2 separate regions of the Rattus norvegicus genome follow, and region 1 is linked to region 2. The links are chromatin contacts, called in public Hi-C maps. All regions are on one chromosome and are shown on one strand. Each heading gives the region's core, a stretch centred on a gene start, on an enhancer-like site or on the middle of the called end of the contact. The rest is flanking DNA. Distances are from core to core; before and after follow the strand shown.

Region 1 (6,602 bases), core at 601-3,100, 95 kb after region 2:
ACCCTCAGGCTGGCTCACCCGTAACCCCCATGTCCAGGGCCAACTCCACTGTGCTGCCCAGTCAAGGTGTAGAACCCGCTCTCCAAAGTGTTGCAGCAGGTGAGGGCAGGGTCAGCTCTCCTACTCTGATGACCTTGGGCCAGCTTCCTCCCTGCTATTCATTCTGCACTGTCTCAACAGACACTTCCCTGCGGAGGAAACCACAGTGGATGTATTGGGGACAGAAACATTTAGCCTTAATATTGCCTGCTTAGTGGTGAAAAGCACAGCAAGGACAAGATAGAACCAGAAAAGGGACAGCTCGGGCATACAATGTGAGGAAGAGGAGCTTCAGGGACAAGACAGCAGCAAGGGAAGAGGCACAGAGAGGGATGGGACACATCAAAGACAGACCCTGCCTTTCTGAACTTCCTGGCAGGCTCCTTACAGTGGCTCACTGGGTCTCCCAACTCAGACAAGGCCCTAGAGTGGCAGCGATGGTGTACCTCTTTGAGACTTGCTGCAAGGCAGGTGCTTAGAAGCCAAGAAACCTGGGTCAGACCATGGTTCAGAGAAGTCCAAGTTAGGAGTGGGCCTTACAGAGACCATGAGGTGGCAGCACCACCTGACTGAGGAGCCTCCCATGTCTACAGCATGCACTGCAACAACATTGTCAGGCAGAGCAAATCTGAGCATCTGTAGGAAGTCCAGGCAACAGGGAAAGGCTGTGAACTGGCTACTTTGAATCTTTGCAGTCAGTTCTGACTGATGGGGATGATTCCTGACTGTCTACTACTCAGCCCTGGGTGGGTAGGACAGGTAGAAAATGGCATAAATTCCTGGATAGTTGGTCTGCATATTAAAGACGAGCTGGAGTTGAGGGGAGGTGTGGGGTTCTTTTGAAGCACTGGCCCCGGGAAAGACCTTCCCTCTAAGATCACAAAGGCCCCAGAGGTCAAAGCTTCGGGAACAGAGAATTAAAATGCAAGCTGAAGCACAGAGTCAAAGACAGCAGTAGGTTGAGGGGAGAGGGTACAGTACAAACAGGCAGAGTGAGACAGTGTTTGCACACTCCAAAGAAGAACCAAAGTTTCTGGAATAGAAATAAGACTGCCCTGATTCACACCCCAGCACCCAGGAAGGCACTTGGGAGGGAAGGAGGGTGTATCCTGATTAGAAACTGTAGGGAAGACAGAGGCAGCTCTGTTTGTGCGGCAGGCAGGCAGGCAGCAATGCTAACATCACAGAAGCTGTGGACTCAAACCTGAAGACGATGGCAGAGAAGATGAAGTCATTGTGACGGAGACAAAGCATCTGACATCCACAGTGACCTGTCAGCTGGCTCACCAGAAGGCCAGCCACGGGGCTCCAGCAGGCACCTCCTTCCTAGGCCTTCTCCACAGTTGCTCTCAGAGAATACCAAATGTGCCATACACCACCAAGCTTTGGAAGTGTACTCTGGTCGCCTCGGAATCGAAGCCTGTCTCAGCTTTCTGAACGCTTCAGGTGTAAAGAATGTGAATTAGATACAGGCCTCCCACCAAGGGTAGTTGCCAAGCGGCCTTAGCGAAGGCTGTCATTTCAGTTGGGTGACTTCAAAGAAATAGATTTCTCACCACTAAGAGGCCAGATGCGATTATCAAGTTGTGGGCAGACTGGCTTCCTCCTAAGGCCTTTGTCTGGCTTGGCACCTTAAGCCTTTTAAACACCAACACTCCCTATGAGCCTATGGGGGCCATTTTCATTAAAACCACCACAGATAGGCTGTGAATAAATTCAGGCTTAGAAAGGTTCAAAGGCCAAGGGAGGCCAATAAAACTGTGTACAACTTAATCAGGCCATCTCTATGTGCTATGTCCAACACTGGGAGGGCAGCCAAACAACCCAATTTTAGACTATGCCCCTGCTTTAGTAGGGCTGAGTCTGTTCCTAACTGATCTCTACACTGTCAATGTGGCTTCTTTTCCTTTTAATAAAACCAATGCTGGCTCATATTCTCTATTTCCCAAGAGTATTATGGGCTGAACTTCAGCTCCAAATTTATATGGTGAAATCTTTACTCCCAATACCTCAGTGCGACTGTAGTCGGATCTAGAGTTTTTACAGAAATAGGATAAATGATGTTGTAGACGTGTAGTCTAAATCAGTAAGACTGAGGTCCATGTAACAAGAGGGAATTTGGACACAGGTAAGTGCAAAGAGGAGAACACGCAAAAGCAGGAACAAGACATAGTAAGTAGGAAAAAGTTGGTCATAGTAAGTAGAAAAGGCTGTCATCCAAATCATCGTGCAAGGCTAAGCACACTTGTCAGGCATGCATGAGACCCTAGGACTAGTCCCTAGTACCCTATGTGAATTAGCACCTGAATTAGCCCCCTCAGTCCCAGTCATCTCTGTAAAGTACCAGAAAAGAAGGTAAAAAGGATGCCTCCCCACACACATATACAAAACCACACAGACTGAGTGTGGTGGGAGGCCTTAGTAAGCAGGAAACAGTGAATGCACATGCAGAGGCTGCACTCGCTGCTGCTTGTGAGCCTACAGACAGTTCGGACCAACCGACATAAGCAAAAAGCATCAAAATGAGGGACAAGGACAGATGGCTCAGTAACTGTGATGGTTCGTATATGTTCGACCCAGGGAGTGGCACTGTTAGAAGGTGTGACCCTGTTTCAGTAGATGTGTCACTGTGGGTGTGGTCTTTAAGACCCTCATCCTAGCTGTCTGGAAATCAGTATTCTGCTAGCAGCCTTCAGGTGAAGATGTAGAACTTGCAGCTCCTCCTGCACCACCCCTGCCTGGATGCTGCCGCCATGTTTCCCCCTTGATGATACCGGACTGAACCTCTGAATCTGTAAGCCAGCCCCAATTAAATGTTGTCCTTATAAGAATTGCCTTGATCGGGCTAGAGAGATGGCTCAGTGGTTAAGAGCACTGACTACTCTTCCAGAAGTCCTGAGTTCAATTCTTAGCAACTACATGGTGGCTCACAACCATCTGTAATGGGGATCTGATGCCCTCTTCTGGTGTGTCTGAACACAGTGAAGTATACTCCCATACATGAAAGAAATAAATCTTAAAAAAAAAAAAAGTATTATCTTGGTCATAGTGTCTGTTCACAGCAGTAAAACCCTAAGGCAGTCAGTCATTAAGAGCGCCAGAGGACCTTTGTTCAGTGCTCACATAAGTGACAACTGTACCTCCAGTTCCTAGAGATCTGATGCCCTCTACAGGCCTCCATGGGCACCAGGGATGCATGTACAGGCAAAGCACTCACACGTGCAAAATAAAATGAAATTTTAAAAAAAATAAGGGAGGGGGGCAGCATAGCAGCATAACTCCAGAGACTCCTCAGGCACCCTAAGCACATGTCACGCCAAGCCAGGCCCTGCTGGACCCCACAGCTACTTCAGCAGTGGGTCAGCATCAGGAGAACTGTTTCCTGGCAGAGGACAACCAAACACATCTTGAATCTCATGATATAAAAATACATTCTGCACTCAAGCTCTTAGCTACATTTGTGGGCACATACACACATCTGGCTACAATTCTGTCAAGAAAGATGGTTTCCATTTTTTGATTCTAAGGGACGTGTAGGCACGCCAAGGTCAAGCTATGTTTAACATAAAATAGTTAGGAGACGGGATTCTTTTTGTTGCTGTTGCTGCTTCCTAGAGACAAACTCTCCCTGATGTTTGTTCTTATAGTCCTTGAAGAGTTTCCTGGTTTTGTTGTTGTTTGTTTATGCAGTGTTAGATTGAACCCAGGCCTTGGACGTGCTGTATCAATTCTTGGCCCCTGAACCACACCCGCAGTCCAAATTGTCTTATGCTGCTGCTGAAGCTGTTATTGGAAGCCATTTCTTTCTCTTAAAGAAACCAGAATTTGGGAAGCAAAAACAGGAATGAATTTATTGTCAACCACGAGAATAAAGACACTAGAATCTCATTGACTCGCTCTCTAAATCAGTCATATTTACTAATCACCTGCCGTAGAGCAGGCACCATGTTGGATGGGTGCTAGGGAAAGCTGATATATGACGATTATCTAGGCATAAACCTCACCTTCCCAACACACCCTTAAAGCTACGGTGACCACTGTCATCGTCTTTGCTGAACACGTGAGCGTCAGCGGTGAGGAGACGTAGACAGCTCCATGCTGTCACCCTAAGCAGAATGGGGAGCACCTCCCCTAACCTCTCAGAACCTCAACTCGGGGCCAAACCGAGATTCACATCTTTGACTCAAAAGAAAAACAAAACAACGGTAAAAACGACTTCCAGGTGTACACGAAGCACACTTGGAGCTTTAATTAAAGATAATTTAGCATAGACTTAAACACAAGGGTTAGGAGGAAGAGGGGTGCCTAAGGACAGCCTAGTATAGGCCAGTGGAGTCACAATTAACTAGTCATCAATATTATTTAGGTGGTTCGCAAGTTACATCTAAAAAGGCTGCAAAGAAATCTTTTCCCCTCCTTTCCTTGACAAGCACGATTAGAATTTAAATCTGAAAGAATAAAAGCAGAAGCCTTTACGGTTGCACATCGTGTTCAGAGGGTGTTCTTTCCCTGTAAGTGGGACTTCTGGGGCAATTTCCGGGAAGTTACAGGTTTACAGCTGCAATGAGAGGAATCCTGCTTCTTGCTTCTCTGTTGGTGAGAGGGTTTGAAAAGAGCTAGGACTCCATTTTTGTTCCTATCAGCTGTCGTCATTCTCTGGTAGGCCCAGCACCTATGCTAATTGAACCCATTGGGTAAAAGAACGCAGTACAATTAAGCAGAGGCCTGAGGGAAAAATGGGAGGTCATCATTGCCAAGAGAGTGGTGACTGTGCTGCCCTTAAGGAGCCCATATTTTAGGTATCCAGGATCTGAGTTAGATTTATTGTTTCTAGAAAGAATGTATTCTTCATGAATCAACCAATTTTGTTTACATTCTCAGCCAAACCCCTTTGCTATTTGTATAATCTAGATATATCATTTTCTTCCTTTCTGTGCATTAGCCTCGTGCCGTTTAGTCAATTTTGTAAAACCTAATTGTGTATCAAGAGCTTTAAAATACTGATATAATCTAACCCAGTGTGACCTTCAGAAATCTTAAATATGCAAAACAAGGCAAGAAGCCTTAAATAACTACTTGCAAGACATAGCTCAGCGGTAGAGTTCCTGTGCAGAATCCATAAGGTTCTGAGTTCAATCCCTAGGCAGACACACACACACACACACACACACACACACACAGAGAGAGAGAGAGAGAGAGAGAGAGAGAGAGAGAACACAGAGAGAGAGAGAACACACACATACACCACACACACACACACACACAGATAACACACACACAGAGAACACACACACATTCACCACACACACACACACACACACACACAGAGAGAGAGAGAGAGAGAGAACACAGAGAGAGAGAGAACACACACATACACCACACACACACACACACACACAGATAACACACACAGAGAGAGAGAACACACATATTCACCACACACACACACACAGAGAGAGAGAGAGAGAGAGAGAGAGAGAGAGAGAGAGAGAGAGAGAGTAGGCATTTCTTCTAGGCTCTGCCCCACAGTTACCTAGCAATAGGCAGGTATTCCTGACTCCCTATAAAAGGGCTGCTTGCCCCCTCCTCTCTCCCCATTCCACTACCCTCTCTCTCTCCCACGTGCTCATGGCCAGGCTCTGCTCCTCCTCCTCTTCCTCTTCCTCCTCCTCCTCCTTCCTCTCTCTCTCTCTCTCTCTCTCTCTCTCTCTCTCTCTCTCTCTCTCTGCCCTTCTGTTTCAACTACCCTCTCAACTCCTCTCCCCATGCTCTGTATAAACTCTATTCTCTACTATACTGTTATGTTGCTAGTCCCTTAGAAGGAAGGGATGCTTCAGCATGGGCCCACAGAGGCACCCCCTTCCCCCACACACACACACCTTACTACACACCCACCAAATATATCGCTTCTTCCTTATCTTTTTATAAAACACAACACACACACCTGCAAATATCTAATTTGTAACAACAATACATTCTAAACCTGCTGTGCATCCAGAAATGTGCAATGCGTTTGAAGCACACACCAGCTTAGTGTGTGCTTCATATAAAGAGAAGGGTAATAGAATCATGTAGAACAGTACAGTGATGTATGTGAGAAACTGAGACAACACTCACGATCCGTCGTTAAAATATAATCAGAACATATAGTTATTTACAAAGGATGTTCAGAGTCACTTTAAAAGGTCTGTGAAAATATGTAAAATAATGAAGGGTCAAAAAGCAAAGGAGAAAATCAAAATATGTGAAGAGAACACAATAAAGTCATAGCAAAGGCTGACCTGTTCAGCATTCATGTATTTTTCTGTTTTCATTTTTATAGATTAACTTAGAGGCAAGAAAAAGAAGATGCTCAGGCAGCACTAATACTAAATCCTATTAGAAGAGTGAGAAAGAAATCTGCATATTAGAAAGTAAACAAGTTGCTAAAACACCCCACAGGGATCGGAGTACACACAAGAAGTTCTGAAGCCAAGTGGAAGAGCAGAGAAGCCAAGTGGGGATAATACAAGCAACAGAACAGCATAATGTGTTAGAGTATAACCCTGGGGCAGCATAAATAC
Region 2 (6,358 bases), core at 474-2,973:
TTGAACTATTTCTATTGTAACTCACTTAACTTTGCAGACTTTGGGGGTCCGATTTATATTGCAGTTTCTGGAAACCTTGTTGGGAGCATGGGGAAAACTCTTACCATGTCCTCCATTAAGCCAATTAAGTCTCTTGTCTCTTGATCGCCCTCATCCTTTAAGATGGCTGTGCGGCCTACCTCAGAACAAATACCACTAGGAGGGAGCCTTGCAGGAGAAACCAAGTTTTCAGTTCTTATGTGATGTTGGACATGGAACCCAGGGTTCATTCTCTACTTTGGAGCAATGCCCTCTGTCGCAAACTTAACTCTGAAGGCTATGCTATGATCACCTTCTTTTGCCACATTCTATTGTACACTCCTGCAGTGAAGATGATGGCACCGATGTCCCTCCCAGGTTTCCTTTAGGGAAGGTATTGGTGAGCTTTGGGTTCCCCACCTAAGTAACAGACTGGTCCACAGTTTCTTGGGGTTCTCACAGGATACAGTGAGGACTGCATGATGGGTCTTCAAAGCCCTTTTCTTCTCCACAGGCAGCACCAGGGAGGTCTACTAGATAGGTACACACCCATCTCAGGACCCGGTTCCACAGTCGGAGGCACAAATCCTCACTATCGGAGACATAGCATTAGGCAAGCCACTGTCCCACATCTTCTGTAGCCACAAGAGATTTGGTAATTAATGATAGAAGTTCATTTTGAAGTTTTTCTGTGGATATGTCCAAGCATAAGAGAGGCTAGATAAACATTCACTTTTGTTTTTTGTTGAAACTAGAAACTAGTAATTATTTAGACCACAGAAGTTTTGGACTGGGCTTTTTTCTGTATAGTCTGGCACTAATTTTTTTTTTTTTTTTGAGCCAAGGTCTTGCTATGTTGCCTGGGCCTCTCTCAAATTCCTTGAAGTAGCTGGAACCGTATGCACATGCCACTGTGCTTGAGTGTTATTTATTTTTTAATACTGGGACTTGAACCTAGGTCCTCATGCACGCTAGGCAAACACTATAATTTATATAACTGGTCTAACCCTCATCATCGCAAAATTTCTTTCTTCTATCTCTTTCTTCCTTCCTTCCTTCCTTCCTTCCTTCCTTCCTTCCTTCCTCCCTTCCTTCCTTCCTTCATTTCTTTAAGTGCAGGCTCTTACCCTATAAGGCCAGGCTAGCCTTGACCTCCTGATCCTCTTCCCCACTCCCTATGTCTCACATCTTCCTCATTTGCACAAAATAAAGCCCTTTGCAAGGACCGTAGTGATCTGCACCCAGATGCATGCTTTGACTTGAACCACCATTGTATTTTGAAATGTTTGCTAAAGGGAGAGAATGTTTGGACAAACGGAAGACGGACAAGGGAGACACTCACACCAGGGTGATTTGTTTCCCTGCGTTGTTTAGTCTCTCTAGGAAGTGGAAGAAACTTCCTGGCTCTTAGTTCCTCGCATCCTTCCCAGGGGACCTGAACCCCGCTGAGGGTGCCTCCCGCCTCCTCAGCTGATGGAGAGATGCATGCAAAGTCAAGGCGAAGCTCTCTCCTTCCATGAGTGGTTACTCTTCAAGGAACAAGAGAGGAAGGGAGCCAGGGCTTGATCCATTGGGCACAGACAGGAAAACAAGTCTCTTCTTCAGCTGGAAAATTTTTATAATGACGCAACATTGTGAATGTTTGTTTTACCTTCTTATAAAGCAATAATTAACTTTTACTCAAAAGTCTAGTGAAGCAGCAGTCAGCTATTAGATGAGCACACTCTATTAGATGCCTAGTTTCTTAGAAGGTGTTTTACTCGAGCGTGTTACAGACGAGGGCGCTGGGATGCACAGATACTTACGAAGTAAATGGGACATGGGTCAGCAATCTCAAACGTTGTGCTTCCACACGTAGGAGGCAATGCCCTTGACTTTCGTCTATCAGTTGACTTTTGAAAAACTCACAATAAATAGGAGGTAGGGAATATTTTTGGAGCATGCCCTGTGTGCATTTCTTATTCTAAACACTAGCCAAGCTTTGAGTCATTTGGCCATGGAGCCTTTATGAAATAGGCGAAGTTAGTCTAGTGTACAGATAAGGTTAAAGTGTCACTGTGGTGTTGCTCAATGAGGTGGGGCTGGAACCTGAACCCAGGAATCTGCCCTCAGACTTAGTGTAGCTACAAGAATGGGAGGTTCAGATGCTGACTTGGGAAGGCAAAGGCCCAGACACTCCAACCAGGCAGGGCAGCACCACAAGATGGTTCTGCTTCTGCCAATATGTGCCAGCTTATTGTGGTCACAATTTAAATAAACGCAGAAATAAATTCAATGAAATTAAAAAGGAATTTGAAACGTTGAGTAGAGTCTACATCGTGATTAGTCAATGTGACCCATGTTGACTTCAGCAAAAACTTAGTTCCTATCCTATTACAGTTGTCACCATTAATTGGGAACAAATATTTCTTGGTGTGTTTCACCTTTCTCCTTGGCTGGCTGGTTTTCTGCTTGTCTTTTTCTTCCTACCTGACAGATGCTCTTTGATACTGGAATTTGGAAATGGTACTACAAAATCTTAAACATTGAGAGGTTGTTAGATTTTAATTTAACAGATTGCTATCAGCAAAAGGAAGATTATGTGGTTTTATAACTGAATAGTTTATCCTCCTCCTGGTTTCTTGGTGGCATCTGTGCAACCTGTATAGGATATCTGAGAAAAACCAGTTTATTCCCAAGAAATGAAGTGAATTTCATGACTGCTGCATACACTCAAACAGCTCATATATGGAACTACTGATGTTGGGTAGCCGATCTCTCCGTGTACCAGTGGTCACTCTCTGACAAGGATAACAGTTAAACAATGACTAAGGCCACAAGTTTGCTTTAGAAAAGAGCAATATATTTAGATTTTCCCACTTTCTTTCATTGCTAGGGTATCAGATGATTTGTTTAGCAAAAGCTTAATTTCTCGTCTCAATGAAGTCAGTATAAGTATGAATGTTTTGACCACTGACTTGGATACAGAAAAAGATTGATGTGTCAGGTCGTGTACTTGGTACTTGTCCCTGGGCATCAGATGCCCTGGAGCTGGAGTTACCTGCAGCCGTGTCTGTCCAGTATCTCAGGGGCTGGGAACCACTGACCCATCTCTTCAGCCCCAATAGCCTGAGTTCTTGCAGGCCTCCCCCTACCAAATTAGCATTTAAGCTACAAATAGGAGACCCTGCAGTTCTATCTCCAACCCCATAGGCAGCAAGAGCCACATGGTTAACCCCACCAGTGCCAAGCCTTATACTGCTAGCTTTGTAGTTTGCTACATACAGAGAGGGATCCCGCACCATTGCCCAAGAAAAAGTACTGAAGAGGAGGAAGAGGAGGAAGAGGAAAAGAAGAGAAAGAGAAGGAAGAGGAGGAGCAAAAGGAGGAGAAGGAGAAAAGGAGGAGGAAGAGGAGGAGGAGGAGAAGAGGAATAGGAAGAAGGAAGAGGAAGAAATGAAGAAGATGAGGAGGAAAAGGAAGGAGACAGAGGAGACAGAGGAGGAAGAGGAGGAGAAGACGGAGGAGGAGACAGAGGAGGAGGAGACAGAGGAGGAGGAGGAAGAGGAGGAGGAGGAGGAGGAGACAGAGGAGGAGGAGGAGGAAGAGGAGGAGGAGGAGGAGGAGGAGACAGAGGAGGAGGAGGAGGAGACCAGTGAAACCAGTGATGGTTAGTAAGATGCTTCTGCCAAGCTCTTTGTTGCTCAGGTTTCTTTTGCTGTTATTCTTTGAGTTCAGATATGAAGCCACAATGGAAGTGAATAAATTCTAATCCCCTTCCCCTCCCGAATAGGGCAGAGAATGGTAACGCCATATGGGATCATTATTATAGCAACCATCCTACAGGAAACCTGAAGTAAAATCCACCAGGTCCTCTATTGCTTTGATTTTAGTTTATAGGTTCAGGTCAGGGTGAGGCAATGTCCCCTACACTGTAGTTCTTCCTAGTTGTCTCTGCCCTCTAACGACACCTTGGGTTTTGGGTGGGATGGAGGCGCACTTTGTGAGACAGGCTCACTCTCACAGACGGTATTGCTAGGGCCATTTTGTGCACAAAATGGGAAAGCACAAAGCTTCTGTCACTCTGGGGATGTCCTACTCAGGGCTGAATTGTCACGGAGCAGGAGGCCTGCTCTCTTGTCTTGATTCTAGCAGCTCTTGGCTTGGCATGCTTACACTCTGCATAGCAGCCCACGAGTGAGGAAATGTACACAGTAGGCAGCCATGAAGTAGTTCCCTGGTAGCTCCATCACTCTATAGTTTTTCCTGTCGTTTTGTTTCTTTTACATGTCAGATAGGGTACCTATCTCATCAAGGACTGAGATAGCTAAGCCACACTGTGAATGTGGCTCTTGAATGTTGACAAGATTCCCCATCTCAGAGCTGATCTTTCTTGATCTTTGTGAGTTCTTTACATGGTTGAACTAGGGTCGGTCATTATGTGAAAATTGTTTAACAAAGAAATAGGTGGCCAGTGAGATGGCTTGGTATGTAAAGACACTTGCCACCAAATCTGATGACTAGAGTTCAATCCTTGGAGGACACATGGTGGAAAGAGAGCCAACTCCCATAAATTGCACTCTGATCAATGCTCTCTCTCATTGGCAGAAAACACCTGTTATATGAATGAATGAATGAATGAATGAATGAATGAATGAATGAATGTTTAAAAAAACGAAAAGAAATAAGATGAAACCAACCTATCCAGACTCCAGCTGAGGAAGGGATGTAGCCCTCAATGTTTGTTCACTGATCTGTCCCCACCCTTGACAAAAAAACGAACAAGACATAATCCTGGCAGAGGCGCAGGAAGACTGTATATAAACAGGTAGAGACTGCTGCTGGAAGACCTTTGCAATTTGCACATAAAGCTCAGCAGACCAGTCCTCACCGCCAATTCCCTTCCTTGAGAAATGAAAGCACACGCCCTCAAATATGTAGAATGCTACAAATGTTAGCTTCAGTCATAACAGACATCAGACTTCAATCACCGGGAGAACGTTAGACAGAGTTTGAAATATTCCCGAAATGAGATCATGTGAGTCAGCCCATGTAAGATGCTCACGTGGGCAGACGCCCTTGAATTCCAAGCCTTTTGTTCAGCAGCATAAGTCATGTGGGAATGAATACACCTTCATAAGTGTGGAGCTCGAGACTGGGCTTCTAGGGAGGACGACTAGACAATGGGAGCATGAGTGATAGCAATGTGTGGTTGGGTTTAAAAGGTGGTTACCTGGGCTTGTATACATAGCACAGTGAGTTCCAGACAACAGTCTGCGTCTGTGCCTTTTGCCATGTGCCTTTTGGACTCTAGGAAAAAAATGAAAAGTTTTTAATTTTACCTATATGTAAGTGTGTGGTTCTGAGCAGGGATTCAGTACAGTGGTCTGCAGACATGACCACCATCTGTGTGAACACTACACCTACCTTGGTGGGAAAGCAGACACCACCCAAGTGAGATCAATTAACCAGCATTTGAAGTATTAAGCCCTCACCTACCATGCAGTGCCAGGCTAGCGCACACATGGGTCTGCCTGTTTGTGTTCTTCTCCCGGGCTGAGCTTAGAGCCGAGGCTGCTGTACAAGCCTTCCCTGGCCTTGGGTGTTGGGAAGCATGTGGAGCTGAATGGCCGTGACAGCAGCAGAACCTATTTTCAAGGTTTTCTTAAAGAAAACATGCCCATACCCTGAATGTTATACTTGGCTATTAATGACCTGGAGAATTTAGAAACCTGAAGTCAGCTGCATTTAGTACGATGCTCCTCCAAACTACTCACCATGAACTTATCTCCTGCTTCCATCCAGACCACTGGCCCAATACGGAGGCAGATGCCCGCAGCCAACTATTGAACTGAGAGCTGGGTCTCCAATGGAGGAGTTAGAGAAAGGACTCAAATAGCTGAAGTGTTTGCAACCCCATAGGAAGAACAACAATATCTACCAACCACCAACAAAAGAGTACACATGGAGCAACCCATGGCTCCAGCCACATTTGTAGCAGAGGATGGCATTGTTGAACATTAATGGAAGGAAAGGCCCTTGGTCCCATGAAGGCCTGATGCCCCAGTGTAGGGGAATGCCACGGTGGGAATGTGGAAGGGAGTAGGTGGGAGTGGGGAGCATCCTCATAGAAACAGGGGGAGGGGGAGGGGATAGGGGGTTTCCGGAGGGAAAACTGGGAAAGGGAATACATTCGAAATGTAGATAAAGAAAATATCCAATAAAAAAATGAAAGAAAGAAAGAAAGAAAGGAAGGAAGGAAGGAAGGAAGGAAGAAAGAAAGAAGGAAAGAAAGCCACTCATCTGAACAACGAAAAGGCCTGCATGTTCATATCAGAGTGCTGGGAGGGTATAAATCCTG

Evidence for each region. A called contact is a pair of places that touch in the nucleus more often than the background predicts.
Region 1: a Hi-C map of liver shows a contact between it and region 2, with 3 times the contacts expected there. The contact joins two enhancer-like sites. A contact is called at or near these places in 2 of 12 Hi-C or Micro-C datasets (the Rat2 cell line and liver).

What each region holds. Positions count from the first base shown.
Region 1 is chr5:21,556,236-21,562,837 of GRCr8, forward strand. No RefSeq gene overlaps it. Among named protein-coding and RNA genes, the nearest start is that of Snord54, 58 kb to the right of the region's middle. Within about 2 kb of position 1,851, at least 3 of the 93 cell types and tissues checked have an H3K27ac peak or open chromatin away from gene starts, as enhancers often do. A contact at or near this core is called in liver, where this site is marked.
Region 2 is chr5:21,460,953-21,467,310 of GRCr8, forward strand. The region is part of intron 1 of Lyn (LYN proto-oncogene, Src family tyrosine kinase); the gene reads left to right. Among named protein-coding and RNA genes, the nearest start is that of Lyn, 27 kb to the left of the region's middle. Within about 2 kb of position 1,724, at least 2 of the 93 cell types and tissues checked have an H3K27ac peak or open chromatin away from gene starts, as enhancers often do. A contact at or near this core is called in liver, where this site is marked.